5 separate regions of the Mus musculus genome follow, and all the other regions are linked to region 1. The links are chromatin contacts, called in public Hi-C, capture Hi-C and promoter capture Hi-C maps. All regions are on one chromosome and are shown on one strand. The core of a region is the stretch at or near the end of the contact, and the rest is flanking DNA. Distances in the headings are between cores, read along the strand shown.

Evidence for each region. Promoter capture Hi-C pulls out the DNA fragments that hold promoters and counts their contacts. Hi-C and Micro-C count contacts between places; a contact is called where the count stands out from the background. Capture Hi-C pulls out chosen DNA fragments and counts their contacts.
Region 2: a capture Hi-C map of macrophages shows a contact between it and region 1, with 2.3 times the contacts expected there. The contact joins the promoter of Ankrd33 here to the promoter of Bin2 in region 1. A contact is called at or near these places in 1 of 39 promoter capture datasets (the C10 cell line), 1 of 115 datasets of contacts at active chromatin or transcription factors (memory CD8 T cells) and 1 of 9 other capture datasets (macrophages).
Region 3: a promoter capture Hi-C map of pre-B cells shows a contact between it and region 1, with 2.6 times the contacts expected there. The contact joins the enhancer-like site here to the promoter of Bin2 in region 1. A contact is called at or near these places in 4 of 39 promoter capture datasets (the C10 cell line, embryonic stem cells, hippocampal neurons and 1 more), 1 of 484 Hi-C or Micro-C datasets (the G1E-ER4 cell line), 4 of 115 datasets of contacts at active chromatin or transcription factors (bone marrow-derived macrophages, effector CD8 T cells, large pre-B cells and 1 more) and 1 of 9 other capture datasets (embryonic stem cells).
Region 4: a contact with region 1 is called in a promoter capture Hi-C map of embryonic stem cells, with 5 times the contacts expected there. The contact joins the enhancer-like site here to the promoter of Bin2 in region 1. A contact is called at or near these places in 6 of 39 promoter capture datasets (the 3T3-L1 cell line, embryonic stem cells, hippocampal neurons and 3 more) and 1 of 115 datasets of contacts at active chromatin or transcription factors (bone marrow-derived macrophages).
Region 5: a contact with region 1 is called in a Hi-C map of rod photoreceptor, with 1.8 times the contacts expected there. The contact joins the enhancer-like site here to the promoter of Bin2 in region 1. A contact is called at or near these places in 2 of 39 promoter capture datasets (the C10 cell line and embryonic stem cells), 1 of 15 datasets of contacts at CTCF or cohesin (the NIH/3T3 cell line), 3 of 484 Hi-C or Micro-C datasets (liver, olfactory sensory neurons and rod photoreceptor) and 2 of 9 other capture datasets (adipose tissue and embryonic stem cells).

Annotation. Positions count from the first base shown.
Region 1 is chr15:100,668,119-100,670,830 of GRCm38.p6, forward strand. It overlaps Bin2 (bridging integrator 2), which reads right to left and starts at 1,385. Exons shown (of 11, transcript NM_001270537.2): 1 at 1,295-1,385. The coding sequence starts at 1,375.
Region 2 is chr15:101,114,398-101,117,109 of GRCm38.p6, forward strand. It overlaps Ankrd33 (ankyrin repeat domain 33), which reads left to right and starts at 1,347. Exons shown (of 5, transcript NM_001374225.1): 1 at 1,347-1,505; 2 at 1,718-1,951; 3 at 2,180-2,309; 4 at 2,488-2,628. The coding sequence starts at 1,787.
Region 3 is chr15:100,318,782-100,321,493 of GRCm38.p6, forward strand. It overlaps a transcript of Mettl7a1 not described here. Among named protein-coding and RNA genes, the nearest start is that of Mettl7a3, 15 kb to the right of the region's middle. Within about 2 kb of position 1,315, at least 35 of the 459 cell types and tissues checked have an H3K27ac peak or open chromatin away from gene starts, as enhancers often do. A contact at or near this core is called in bone marrow-derived macrophages, where this site is marked.
Region 4 is chr15:100,345,573-100,348,284 of GRCm38.p6, forward strand. It overlaps a transcript of Mettl7a3 not described here. Among named protein-coding and RNA genes, the nearest start is that of Methig1, 6.3 kb to the right of the region's middle. Within about 2 kb of position 1,364, at least 17 of the 459 cell types and tissues checked have an H3K27ac peak or open chromatin away from gene starts, as enhancers often do. A contact at or near this core is called in embryonic stem cells and liver, where this site is marked.
Region 5 is chr15:100,388,043-100,390,754 of GRCm38.p6, forward strand. Slc11a2 (solute carrier family 11 (proton-coupled divalent metal ion transporters), member 2) reads right to left here. Exons shown (of 17, transcript NM_008732.2): 17 at 1-1,119. The coding sequence ends at 1,042. Among named protein-coding and RNA genes, the nearest start is that of Higd1c, 25 kb to the left of the region's middle. Within about 2 kb of position 1,384, at least 35 of the 459 cell types and tissues checked have an H3K27ac peak or open chromatin away from gene starts, as enhancers often do. A contact at or near this core is called in liver and rod photoreceptor, where this site is marked.

The sequences.
Region 1 (2,712 bases), core at 135-2,634:
CCTCTGCACCACCTTTACAAGGGAATACAAATCTTTCCATTGCTAAGTGTGCTAGGTACTTTACAGCCTCAAGTTCATGAACCCTCTCCTTTTAGCCCATGTCTCTTCTACTACAGTGTGGGTAGATGGTGGCTAGGCAAAGGAAGACTCTGGACAGGTAACATCACAATGCCTTTTAAGTGTGTAGGGAAGGGGCTGGGACGGAGCTCAGTTGGCAGGGTGCCTGGTTTCCTCAACCAGAAGCTGTAGGTACAACCTTCAGCATCTAAGAGATGTGATGACACATGCTTGCAACCCAGAAGATAGAGAGAGACGGGAGACCAGAAGTTCAAGGTCAAAGTGAGTTTGGGGGTGGGGGTACAAGAAACTGTCTCAAAAACATGTGAAGGGTGGTAAGAATGGGGTTCATACCTATGACCTTAGCTAGAGATCTCACCTTGAATACAAGACCAGCCCAGTCAACACGGTAAGACCCTGTCTCAAAAAAACAAAACAACCAAGCAAATAAAATAAACAGCGTGAAGAGTGTCTCCATAATCCATTTTCCCTTTTTTTTTTTTTTTTTTTTTTTGGAGACAGGGTCTATGTAGTCTAGGCTGTCCTGGAAGTCTCTGTGTAAACCAGGCAGATCTTGAGCTCACAGAGATCCTCCTGCCTCTGCCTCCCGAGGGCTGGGATTAAAGGCGTGTGCCCATCATTTGAATGGACTGGCAAATTATGGGAAGGACACCCAGAGGCTGTGGATCACCATCAAGGCAAAAGAATAGATGTAAGAAACTGGGGCTGGCTACTGGACACACGAGCTCCCCGCTCACCCCGAGGTAAAGAGTAGCTCAGGCTGGTCTTAAACTCAGTAATATAGCCTCGGATGCCTTGCGTTTTCTATCCACCCGCCTCCGTTTACACCAGTTTAAACAACACTCAAGTGTGGAGAACTGTGCAGTGTCCTGGTCCTCAGTGAATCCCCCAAGTCAAATTAAGTGGGGCGACTCACTGCCACCGCAGCCGCTGTCTCTTACTTTGGGGACAAGTATCTTCCAACTCATTCATCACCTGAGAGACGCCAGCCAGCCACCCTTGCCTTTGCGCTAGGACAAAATCTGTGACAAAGTTGACCACCACCATTCGTTCCTTCCTGTCGCCTTTTCTGGGTCAGGCTGAGGGTTGCCGAAGGCTCCTGCGAAACAGCTGTCTCCTCAGCTGCTCCCTTCTCTCCCACGTCGGCCAATGTTCGTGGACACCCATTCCCCGCCCGTTCTGGGGCAGCAGGACCCTTTCTCCTCAGGCTGCCTACCTTCTCCTGGGCCCTGCTGAACTTCTTCTGCATCTGCTTGGCGAAGAGGCCAGCCGCTCCGCCCGCCTTGCCCTCTGCCATCCTGCCGGCTGCGGGGGCGCAGCCTGGACCTGTGGTTTCTAGAGGCCCCTGAGAGGAAGTGCGTCCTCCCAGCATGCCTTGCGTGATGCTCAGAGGGCGGGCCTTCACACCCTTACAGCCTCCTGCTGGGGCGTGGTCGGCCTGGACCACCCAATGCCACCTCTCGAGGACCATTGGAAACCCATCACTACCCAGATTCCCGAGAGGACCACTGCAGCCCACCACTGGCCATCACGGGAGGACCTTGGGACTCCATCACTGCCCAATACTCCAGGTGTACCACTGAAGCCCCATCACTGTCCAACTCCCCAGGTGGACCATTGGGGTCCCATCACTGTCCATGTCCCCAGGAGGACGACTAGGACCCCATCATGGTCCAGATCCCCAGGAGGACCATTGGAACCCCATCATTGTTCAGCTCCCCGAGAGAACTACTGGGGCCCCCTCACTGCCCAGCTCCCTGGAAAGACCACTGGTCACCAGGATGGGGTCCACAGAGGCATCTGGAGCTGGGAGAGCAGCTAAGCTGGTTCTGAGAAGTTGGCAGAGAACGGGTTGTTCAGGGTGGATTTTGGTGCGCACACACTCTTAAAACCAGCTTGGAAATGCTGCCCCTGCAGTAGAGAAAGATTCCCCTCCCCTCCCCCGCCCCCACCCTTGAACGGGCTCTTTGAATGTGGACCGTGACTCATTGGTTCCATACCCGAACAGCATTAGAAAGTGAGGAGACACAAAAGACTGAGTTTGGGCTGGAGAGATGGCTCAGCCGTTAAGAGCACCGGTTGTTCTTCCAGAGGTCCTGAGTTCAATTCCTAGCAACCACATGGTGGCTCATAGACATCTGTAATGGGATCTGATGCCCTCTTCTGGTGTGTCTAAAGACAGCTACAGTGTACTCTATATAAATAAAATAAAATGAAATGAAATGAAAAAAAAAAAAGTAAAAACCAAAAGGCCCAGTTTCATCCAGTGAGGACGTTTAATGGACCAGAGACCACCTACCAGCTGCAGGGTATTGATGCTGAGTGACCATGGCTCAGCCTGGATGGCAGCTTAACCAGTTCTAAGCCTGGGAATTGTGGGGACAGAGTGCAGAAGGTGAGCATAATCCAGATCTGGATTGGAAGGGGAGAAAGACTGGAGAGATGGGGTCCTCAGGAGACAGGGTGCCATTCATAATATGCTAAGGAGGAGAGGAGGGGAGAGGCCTGAACTGGACAGAGGAGAACAAGACTCTCCAGGCAAAGCATGGAGCATTATATGGACACAGTGTGAATTTAGTCACAGATTATACAAACTGGAGTGGGGCTACAGAGATTACAAATCTGGTTTCTCTA
Region 2 (2,712 bases), core at 97-2,596, 450 kb after region 1:
ACACAAGAAACCAGACAATAGCAATACACAAACACAAATCAACATTTTACTTTTAATGAAGTGTACATGTTCAGTGATTATTAGCACCAATGAGTAAAGAGCGGAGGAGTTGTGCAGGAACCAAACTGTGAAAGAAAAGCAAAACGATGCTGGAAAGCAGAGCCCCGCAGTGTGGAGAGTGCGACACTCTGAGCGCTAAGTCACTCAACTTATTAATCTTAAAAATGACAGTACAAAAGTACTGTTACTTTAATACATCATTTTAAAATGCCATACTTTACTTACCACCTCAGATCTAATCCATTAAAATTAATACATCATAATTTTTCTTTTAAAATTTATTTTATTTTAATAATTTAATAATTTATGTTTGCAGGCATTTTTCCAGTGCCCGTGTCTGTGCACCATGAAAGCACAGTACCAGCACAGACCAGAAGAGGGCATCAGATCCTCTGGCACTGGAGTTACAGACAGTTGTGAGCTACTCAGTGGGTGCTGGGAACTGAACCACGGTCCTTTGGAAGAGCAAGCCAGCGTTCTTAACCGCTGGGCAGTCTCTCCAGCCTCCTGGAAACTCTTCATGTTTTGATTTCTTTGGGTAAACTGTAGTGCATACCTCCCCATTCATCTTTATTTAATGCCTACACCTTCCCCATCCATAGCCCCTTCACCCAAATCTACTCCTTTGAAGTGGAAGGGATCTCTGTGTACTGACTGGTTCTGTGTGTCAACTTGACACAAGCTGGAGTTATCACAGAGAAAGGAGCCTCCCTTCAGGAAATGCCTCCATGAGATCCAGCCATAAAGCATTTTCTCAATTAGTAATCAAGGGTGGAGGGCCTGTTGTGAGTGGTGCCATCCCTGAGCTGGTAGTCTTGTGTTCTATAAGAAAGCAAGCTGAGCAAGCCAGGGGAAGCAAGCCAGTAAGTAACATCCCTCCATGGCCTCTGCATCAGCTCCTGCTTCCTGACCTGCTTGACTGGCTTCCTTGGTGATGAACAGCAGTATGGAAGTGTAAGCTGAATAAACCCTTTCCTCCCCAACTTGCTTCTTGGTCCTGATGTTTGTGCAGGAATAGAAACCCTGACTAAGACACTCAGGCTCCACAGCTGGGTGCCAAGACCTCCATAATGCTTCTCTTGCAAGGCCATATCTAAGTGCAGCTGACTTCCCACGATGAAGGGAGAAAGATCAGCCCGGAGGAATTCACTCAGCTCTGAGCCTGGAGAAGCTGCCACCATCCAAGTCTAGCAGGATCTTAGGGCAAGGATTGAGCAATGGCAGAGAGTACAGTCACCCCCCAGCCCCCCAATCCCTTCCTAACCCGCTTGACCTGGCTCAGCTCTGAGGTGTTTATGGCAGCTTTCTGCAGGCACAGCCATCTGTCACCTGCCTTGTTTCTTGGTATCAGCTACCCCACAGAAGGGCTAGTGAGCTTTTGAGGTGTGGGGGTGGACTGAGCCACAGGCTGGCCCTCTGCTGTGATGGAGACCCTAGAGTCCCAGGTAAGGTTGGGGGATGGGAAATGATAACCCCTGTCATGAGCTTCCTTGAGAACCTGACCTACATACAGTAAGATGCTTGGCTACCTGTCTTGGGTCTAGGCAGAGGTGAGACACCCTCCAGGGTAAAGGTTTGTCCTGGGGAGACGGTGCAGCTGCAGGGACTTATTCACTCAGGGTTGCAGGAGGAACTGCTCCTTGGCGTTTTGTCATAGCTGCCTGCTGAATAAAGAGGGACTCGGGCCGGCGGCAGAGGAGTCACTATTGCCCCGAGAGGACTGGACATGTCTGAGGCCCTGCCCTTCCCCAGCAACAAGACCTCAACCCCTGAATGCAATTTGAAGACACTGTACTGGGCATGTGTCCACAATGACCTTGCTGAGCTCCAAGCCAGGCTGGACGCTGGTGTGTCCCCAGAGGAGGCCTCCCAAGTGGACAGCAACGGGAGGGTGAGATGCCCCAGGGCTCACCAGAACAGTTGAGGACAGTCCAGGCTTCATACATAACATCCTGGTCTGGGTCCCCAGAGAGTCACAGAGTCATCCCCACTCTAGATGGGTGAAAACCATCTTGACAGGGGTTGGGATAGGCCCTGGGGGAAAACAGACTTAGGAGGGAAAGGAGGTCCTAAGAAGAACTTAGTGGAAAGTGGGGGTCCAAGCTGCTCTGTCCCCTAGACAGGCCTCATGGTTGCATGCTACCATGGCTTTGGTTCCATTGTGGCTCTGCTCAGCTGCTGTCCTTTCCTGGATGTGAACCAGCAAGACAAAGACGGGAACACAGCCCTCATGCTGGCTGCCCAAGCAGGTGTGAGACACAACGCCCCACCCCAGCCCACACCTACCCCACCTTCACCCCCAACTCCATCCCACCCTCACTCCCAGCCATTAGGACAGCAGCCCCAAACCTTGCACAAGAGTCTCCCAGGCCAAGCTTCAGCATTCCCTTACCTTGAGAGACTAGCTATGTGGTCCTGTCTCTGCAGGTCACATGTCTCTTGTGACTCTCCTGCTCAACTACTTTGCTGGCCTGGACCTGGAACGCAGGGACCAGCGGGGACTCACAGCTCTGATGAAGGCTGCCATTCAAGATCGCTCCGAGTGTGTAGTTGCCCTCCTTATGGCAGGTGTGCAATGGCAGGTGTGCAATGGCAGGTGTACTATGCCATATGTGCTTTGCCAGGTGTGCTATGGCAGGTGTGCAGTGGCAG
Region 3 (2,712 bases), core at 65-2,564, 350 kb before region 1:
AAAAGTCACTGGTCAAAATGTATCACTCCTAAAAGTGTAACAAACAACAAAGGCCAGCTCACTAGGCAGCATGGTCCTAAAATGTTAGAACTCAAGAGTCAGAGGGAGAAAAGATGGCTGGTCTGAGATCAGTTCAGGCTACAGTAGGCAGTTTAAAGCTAGGCTGGGATATAGAGCAAGACAACCTAAAAGCATCATTTTAGGAGAGTCTTCTGTCAAGTTGTGCCTTCCCAGTCCTTAAGCCGTTCATGGCCCTGATGTCTGCCTTCTTCGTGGACAGACCCTTTCACCCCACGCCTCTCTCAGCTGATAATACAGGTTTCCACATTCAAGTGCCTGTAGGCTAGGCATGCTGCCACAGGAAGTATTCAGGAAGCACAGGCAGGAGAATGGAAACTTTGAGGCTAGCCTAGGGTACAGATACCTTCTCTGTCACTTTCTTAATGCCACACAGTGACTTTGACAATTTCAGGATTTCTCTATCCCTAACCCAAAGGCAGACTCATCTCTGACTAATGAAAGAAATGATTGTTTGCAAGGATTTCCAAGGCTATCCCAGCTTCCAACTTTCCTAGGCCATCCCAGCTTTCCCACGTAACCTCTCAAGAGCCTCGGCTAACTGATACTGCTCCCCCCCACCCCCCATTTCACTGTGAACAGTCCCCTGGGACTTATCTCTGCTACTCTGTCCCTTTAGCCTTTATTTTTCGGTCAAATTGGAAGCAACCACATATCACAGCAAGGTCAGAAGATGGTGCCAGCCCCCCTGGAACTGAAGTTCCAGGTCGTGAGACTGGACAGGGATGCTGGGGAAACAAACCTGGTTCCTCTGGAAGAACAGCTAACGTTCGTTCATAGCCACTAAGTCATCTCTCCAGTCCCATTCCTTAAATCCTGTCAGCCTGCTGGGTGGTGGTGGCTCACGCCTTTAATCCCAGTACTGGGGAGGCAGAGGCAGGCGAATCTCTGTGAGTTCAAGACCAAGCTGGTCTACAGAGTGAGTTCCAGGACAGCCAGGACTACACAGAGAAGACTAGTCTCAAAAAACAAACAAACAAAAAAAAAACAAAACAAAAAAACAAAAAAACAAAAAAAAAACCAAAAAACAAAAAACAAAAACAGACAACAAAACCAACAAAACAAAATCATGTTAGTCTGTTGGAAGATGGACCTGGGGTCACTGAGCCTCTTTTTCTGTTGTCCAATCTGTCTATGTAGTAAAATCGTTCTCTGCCTTTACCACCATTGTCTTTAACTGGTTCAACTTGGGGCTTGTGAACTCCTGGACCCAGGCCTTTTGCCCTATGTCCTCCAGTAACAACCCAACTAACACAGCATGACAAAAGTTCAGCCAACAGACACCTTGCAGGAGCAGGGGTGGGGGGTGGGGGCAAAGGCAGGTGCAGGACCCCAGCAACACCTGGTGCAGGACAGCAGACCAACCAGCAGCTTCATCATGTCAGCAAACCTCCACAGTAACTTGTATTATTTGCTGGTGGAAACAGGAAAGCTGCCAGGAGTCCCTGCAAACTGTCAAGTGAAATAGAACATGGCGCATCGCTTGCTCTTTGTGGCTGGAGAGAGGAAATGGCAGACACAGAAAGACAGATGACCCGCAATATGCGTGCATCTGCTCCTGAGCCTGAGACTCCTGAATCAGCAGTAGGAACCCGGGCTCCCAGGAAGGCAGTGTGCACCTCTGCAGCCCGCTCCCTGCATCTAACCTGCAGGGAACCCCTCAGAGAGCTTGGGCTTCCGGGAGAGCATGGCTGTAGGGGAGGCCTCTTCTAAAAAGTCTTTATGAAAGGAATTGAGGAAAACAAAACTATCAGGTGACATGGGGCAGGAGTTAGAGAAGCCAAGTGATTATGTAAAGCTTTGCTTGGGAGTTTAAATAAGATGACCTCATTTTAACAATTGCTGTTCAGTGTTGGGCAATAGACTCTTAGGGATTTATGGTTTGTTTTGACAGAGTTTCTCCATGTAGCCCTGGCTGTCCTGAAACTTGCTTTGTAGATCAGGCTGACCTCAAACTCACAGATATCTGCTTGTCTCTGACTCCCAAGTGCTGGGATTAAAGGCATACGTTACCACCTCTTGACAGCTGACGTTCAGTTTTTATTAAGATCTGGAATCTAAGGTTAGCATGAAGAACCAACTCAGTGAGCAAGTGACTGCCCACCCAGACACCAGGCTCTGACCCAGCCAGTCCCTGTTGCTGGACAAACACTCTGAGGGCTCTCTAAGCAGGGAACTAGGTAACTCTCTTGGTAACTAGATAACTCTCCTCTAGGTTACTAGGATTCACCTTACAGATCCCGTTGGCAGATCCTGTTGGTTGATCGCCTGCCAGATCATGTGCCCACCTCCAGGGTCTTCCTATACATCAGTTCCAGGAACAGATTCATTTAATTATTTACTTCTTGGTATTTTTCAAGATAGGCTCTCGCTGGCCTGAAACCCACTGCTTTTATTTTATTGTGCACTGTGGCCACATGCAGGCCAGAGGACAGCTCTCCAGGCTGGTTCTCTCCTGCCACCTTGTGGGACCTGGGGTTGGAACTCAGCCCAGTCAGGTTTAAACACAAGCACCTCCATCAGCTGAGCCATCGCCAAGGCTCTTACTTAACAGTTACTCTTGGCTGATCCTACACCCACAATTACAAAGACACGTGCTCATCCATCACGGAAATGATGTTCAGCTGGGCACCT
Region 4 (2,712 bases), core at 114-2,613, 320 kb before region 1:
GACCAGTTCCATTATGCTCCTGGAACTCTGGCTCCTGACTAAGTTATCACCTCCCACAGTCCCCACAATAGAAACTTGGCTAGAAGTCACCTAGGCAATGGCCCAAGCTTCTGACCTTCAGGCTAGACTCCTCCCCAGTTACCTAGCAACATTAAGATAAGACAGTATATTTTAAAAGGGCTGTTCAGCCCCTGCTTGCTCTCTTACCTCTTACTTCTCATTCTCTTACTTCTTAGCCCTCACTCTCACCCCCTCTTCTCTCTCTTTGTCTTCTCCTCTCCCCTCTCACTCTCTTTCTCTCTAGCCTTTCCCCTCTCTCTGTCTCTCTCTGTCTCTCTCTCTCTCCTCTCTCTCCATTCTCTCTTTCTCCCTGCCTTTCTACAATAATGCTCTAAAACCATAGATAGTCTCTGCTCTAATCAAGATCCGCTGGGCTCACTATCATCTGTGTTGGGAACCTCTTCCCTCACCCTTCTCTCCCATATCCCCAGTGGCTTTAGGAAAGTAGCAGCACTGGGGCTCCCAGATAGGGCTGCCTCTTGCCACCCCATGAAGAGTGGGTCAGAGGCTTAGAAGCCCACCCAGGGATGAGTGGAAGGTAGATAGCAGCCCCCCCAACTTCTGACTGACCAGAGAACAGGTGGAACTCTGGCAGGGTGTAGGTCTTCCCCTTCCCCTTCTTCCCCAGGGCCCCCTTTTTTGTTCCCAACAAGTGGTAGCAGAGTATGGTTACGCCATCCTCGAGAGACAGACCCATCTGAAGAACGCTTTGTACATAGACCTACATCAGATCTCCAAGTTTCCCAAGACAGTGAGTAATCTAGTTCAAAAACTAGGCTTTTTACTTTCTCTCTCTCTCTCCAAAGTGTTCCTGGTAAGCTTCCTCCTCCTCCCCCCTCTCTCTCAGGTTTCAGCCATAAGAAGCTGGTCTCCCCAGCGCTGTAGTCTCTCCCCACCCCCACCCCCACCCCTAGTCCTAGGCTTTGAATGGCTCTGTGGGCTGCAGCAGCCCACCATGCAGTAATTGCTCTGAGCTCTGTTTTCCTCTGCCAGCTGGTGTGAGGTCCCCTTCCCAGTCTCTGTTACAGGTTTCATCTAAAAGTAAGTTGGTTTTCCAACTCTGTAGCCCTTCCTCACTTGCTCTCGGCTTTGATGTGTGTGTTAATGCCTAGCTAGGTGATGCGTGCTCTAAACTATTTTTCTCCTCTGAACTCTGTTGCTCTATATTCTGCCCCTCTCTCCCTGCCATAGTTGCTCGCTAAAGTGCGGCCCACACCGAGAGATTCGGGCCCTGCCCCATACAGTGGAGTCCCAAAATGGGCCAAGGGCCAGCAGACAAAGAAACAAAGACCGGGGCAGGAGGCGGGCTATGGGCTGCGGGCTGCGGGCTGTGGGCTGCGGGCTGTGGACTGTGGACTGTGGACTAAAGTGGGGAACGGGTGGGCGGGGCAAAAGAGCCAAGGCAGGCACAGCGTGGGGGGCGGGGCGGACAGCACTTAGGCTAAAAAGCCTTTTACTTTCTGCCTTTGTAGAAAAAATTCAGGAGGAAGAAAGGTTGCAGGGTACAAAGTACCCTTACCCCCAATCCAGATAAGCCCACAAAAGCTGCATTGAAGCTGTGCTACCCCACAGGAATACCTGAATCGTGTTTTGTCAATCCAAAAATTTTCTTGCTTCTTTCTCTAAATACTTTTTTTCCCACTCTCTAGATTCATGATATATGTCCAAAAAGTCTTTCACCTTGTTTAAGATTTCCTTTAAGTTTCAAAAATCAACCAATCCTTAATTAATAACCAGTTTCCTTTTACAGAAGAACTGTTAATGGCCTACCCCAGTTACACAATTAACATGATATTTTTCTTCCTTAGCCACCCACAATGGACCGTGATGTGCTCCTAAGCAAACCATTGCAGGCATAACTTTTGCTATCCACCCTATGCAGACATCATCTGCTGGTGTTCTGTTCCTTTGTTTTAATTACTCTACAGGTCTATCTCTACAAGGGGCCTGCTGCCACAGAGCCATCTGAGACAGTGCCATCTCCTGGGACCTACAGACAACAACAGCTGCTTTCCTCCAAAAATCTCATCTGACTGAGGGCTCCTGAGACAAGCGCTGAACCAAAGAAGACAGACTTGGGACCTTCCAGCAACAGATGGACTCTTTTTGCCAACGCAACTGACTGCTGAGCTTTGGGGAAAGTACCATGACAGTGAGGAAAGCATAATGTCTAACTAGATTAATTAATTGCTGTTCAAATGGATGTTATTACCAAATTGTACTACCCATGGAACAGTTAATTGACTGTACAATCTCTTGCCTTCTCAACTCTTACCCTTAACTCTCCCTTCTACTCTGTCTTTGTTCTGCTACTTCTCTGGATATTTTCTTCTGATACTTCCAATCCAGTCTAAATTTTCACAACTAATGATACAGTCACATCAGTGACCCCCCCCATTTTTTTCTTATAAAAAACAGAGGGGGAGATGTGGGGAATTGGGCTATAGGCTGTTCTCTTGTTGAGCTGAGGTCTGAACCCCAAAGGGTGATAATTCACCTACATGACACGGTAGGCGTTCCTTTATGATCCTGGAACTCTGGTCCCCGCCTAAGTTACCGCCCTCCACAGCCCCCATAAGAGAAGCTTGGATAAAAGTCACCTAGTCAATGGCCCAAGCTTCTGACCTTCTGACCTCCATCCCAGTTACCTAG
Region 5 (2,712 bases), core at 134-2,633, 280 kb before region 1:
CGAGTGCGAGCCTCAGACCTCTGCTAACACACACCTTAAAATGCTTAAATTCCTCAGGACACTCAGCGGTACACATACGGGCGGCCCTTAGAGACAGGGTGAGGACAGTGTGTGGAGTGTCAGCGCGTAGAGTGGGAAGAAAGGGCAGGTGGACAGACACCAACGGAACAACAGCCACAGACACACTTGATGTAGAGACAAAGGGGGAAAGTTGGTAAAGTACCTGCTGTCCAGGAAGACCTGAGTTTGGGTCCCCAGCACTGTGTAAAATCTGGGCGTAGCAGCTGATCTGGGACCACAGTGTTGGGGCGCGAGGCCAGGAGGATCCTTGAACTTACTGGCTGGCTAGCTCAGTCACACACTGAACTCCATGTTCAGAGAGAGACTGGAGACACCTGATGCCAACCCGTGGCCCCCACAAGCAGAAGCAGGCAGGCACTCGCGCACGCACACACACACACACACACACACACACACACACACACACACACACACACACTGTGGTAGAGACTGGAGACACCTGATGCCAACCCGTGGCCCCCACAAGCAGAAGCAGGCAGGCACGCGCGCGCGCACACACACACACACACACACACACACACACACTGTGGTAAAGCAGCGCTTCAAGAGTTATTTTGGGGAAGTTCATCGTCAGAAAGGTCCCTTTCTCATTTGTTACCCAAATAGAACAAAGACCTAACTCACCTGAAAGGCATTTGTAAAAATCTATCAAGTTTTATAACCTTAAAATCTTACCCAAACTGGCACGTTTGGGTTCACATAAATACATATCGATACACTTTAAACCCCAGAAGTGCAGACACAAGCCTGAGGGACTGCACAGCTGCCACAGGCCCACTGCCTCCGAAGGGTCTCTGACCCATACGCAACTGTCAGCTTTTACCCTGAGTCCGTGAGGAGAACTTCTCCTTTGTTCAAAAACCTTTGAACAAGCTCACCTCCGAACTAAGGGATTTGCTAACAGGCACTTGGCCCGAAAGGGCTTAGAGAAAGTGTTCTTAAGGTCTCCTGGGCTGTTAGTCATCTGGACACCACTGAGTCAGCATCCACGGTGTTCAGAAGATAGAGTTCAGGCTGAGCGGTCAGTCCCAGGCGGTACTGAGGGAGGACAAAAGCACAGGGAGACAGTTAGTGTCACTAGCAAGGAATTACACTGTGGACGTACACATTATTTTGGCCTCTTTGCTCAGTACAATTGAATTTTATTTCAGAATAGAAAATGGTGTTATGTGAGGTTCTTATTTAAGATCATGGACACTTTTTAGATTTTTATTTTAGGTACATCAGTGTATGTAGTGTGCACACGTCTGCTGCCCACAGGGGTCAGAGGGAGGCACTGGATCCCCTGGGATTGGACCTAGAGAGGGCGTGTGGAGGTCAGCCACACAGCAGCCAAGCAACCCTGAGGTAGAGAGAGCACTCTAGAGAAAGGCTGCAGCCTGGAGTGCCAGAGAAAGCGTGCTTAGAACACAGGCAGGGGGTGAAAACCTTCAGTGTGTGTGCTTCGTGGCTGCCTGAGATGGAGCTGAGTTAAGGATGATGCTAAATGCATTCTGACTGTCTCATGACGAGAGTGAAGCTAGGTTGGGACTTTAGGATAGATAATATGACCACAGTGTACTGGAAATCAGATTTCAAATGATCTAAACCCTGAGTCCAGTAATTCAGGTCCTATTATCCTTTGACACTTGAGAAAAGCCCTTTCCTGAGTAGTTAGGGGAACGAAAAGTGTGCAGAAGCAGCAGCGACCTGCAAGTCCCAGTGTCTGCCAGGCTGAGAAGCAGTGACCTGTGGGTCCCAGTGTCTGCAGGCTGTATCAGGAACCACAACTGTCTTCACGCCCTATAACTTTCTGGTTCTTAAAAGCAGGACTCGTGACAGTCAAGCTGGCCTCAAAGGTATCACGTAGCTGTCTTGATTTATCCCAGCCCCCACCTCCCAGGTGCTGGGATTATAGATATTTATAACCATGCCCCACCCTCAGCAGTTTTAAAAAGATATTTCCAGTTCCCTTCCCTGTGAATCTAATGCAGATAGATGGTTTGCAGGGATCTGTGAAAAACATACTGGTTTTGTTTGTTTGTTGTTTTTTAAGTTAGGGTCTCACTAAGCAACCCTGGCTATCCTGGAACTTGTTATATAAGTCTAGCAGGCCTCGAGCTCAGAGATTTGCCCACCTCTGCCTCCCAAGTACTGGGACTAAAGGTGTGCTCTGCCATTCTTAACTGTCCAGCAATACACTTTGCAACAATGACTAGCTTTCATGTCAGTTATGGTATTAATGGTACTGTCGCCCTTGGCACCAACAGTCCGTGTGTTAATGTGAAGTGCAAACTATAGATCTGTATTAAGGGACTAGAGCCATATACTGTATCGGAAAAGACACTGGAGTGGGGGGGTTGGGGTTCAGGACCCAGTGTTAGTCCTCCCAATGTGTCCTTTAAGTTTTATATTCAGAACTGAGGATCAAACCTAGGGCTAGGCAAGTGCTCTAGCACTGAACTAACCCCGATCCCTTGTTTAGGGTCTCATTCTGGAGTTCTGGCTGGTCTGGAACTTGCAGTGATCCCTCACAAGTGCTAGGATTACAGTTATGCACCACCACACAAACTGTGTCTACTTTCCGAACCTCGTCTTGTGTGCAGAATGGACGTGAGTTCCATCTGGAGATGCCAGGCACGCTGTGATTAT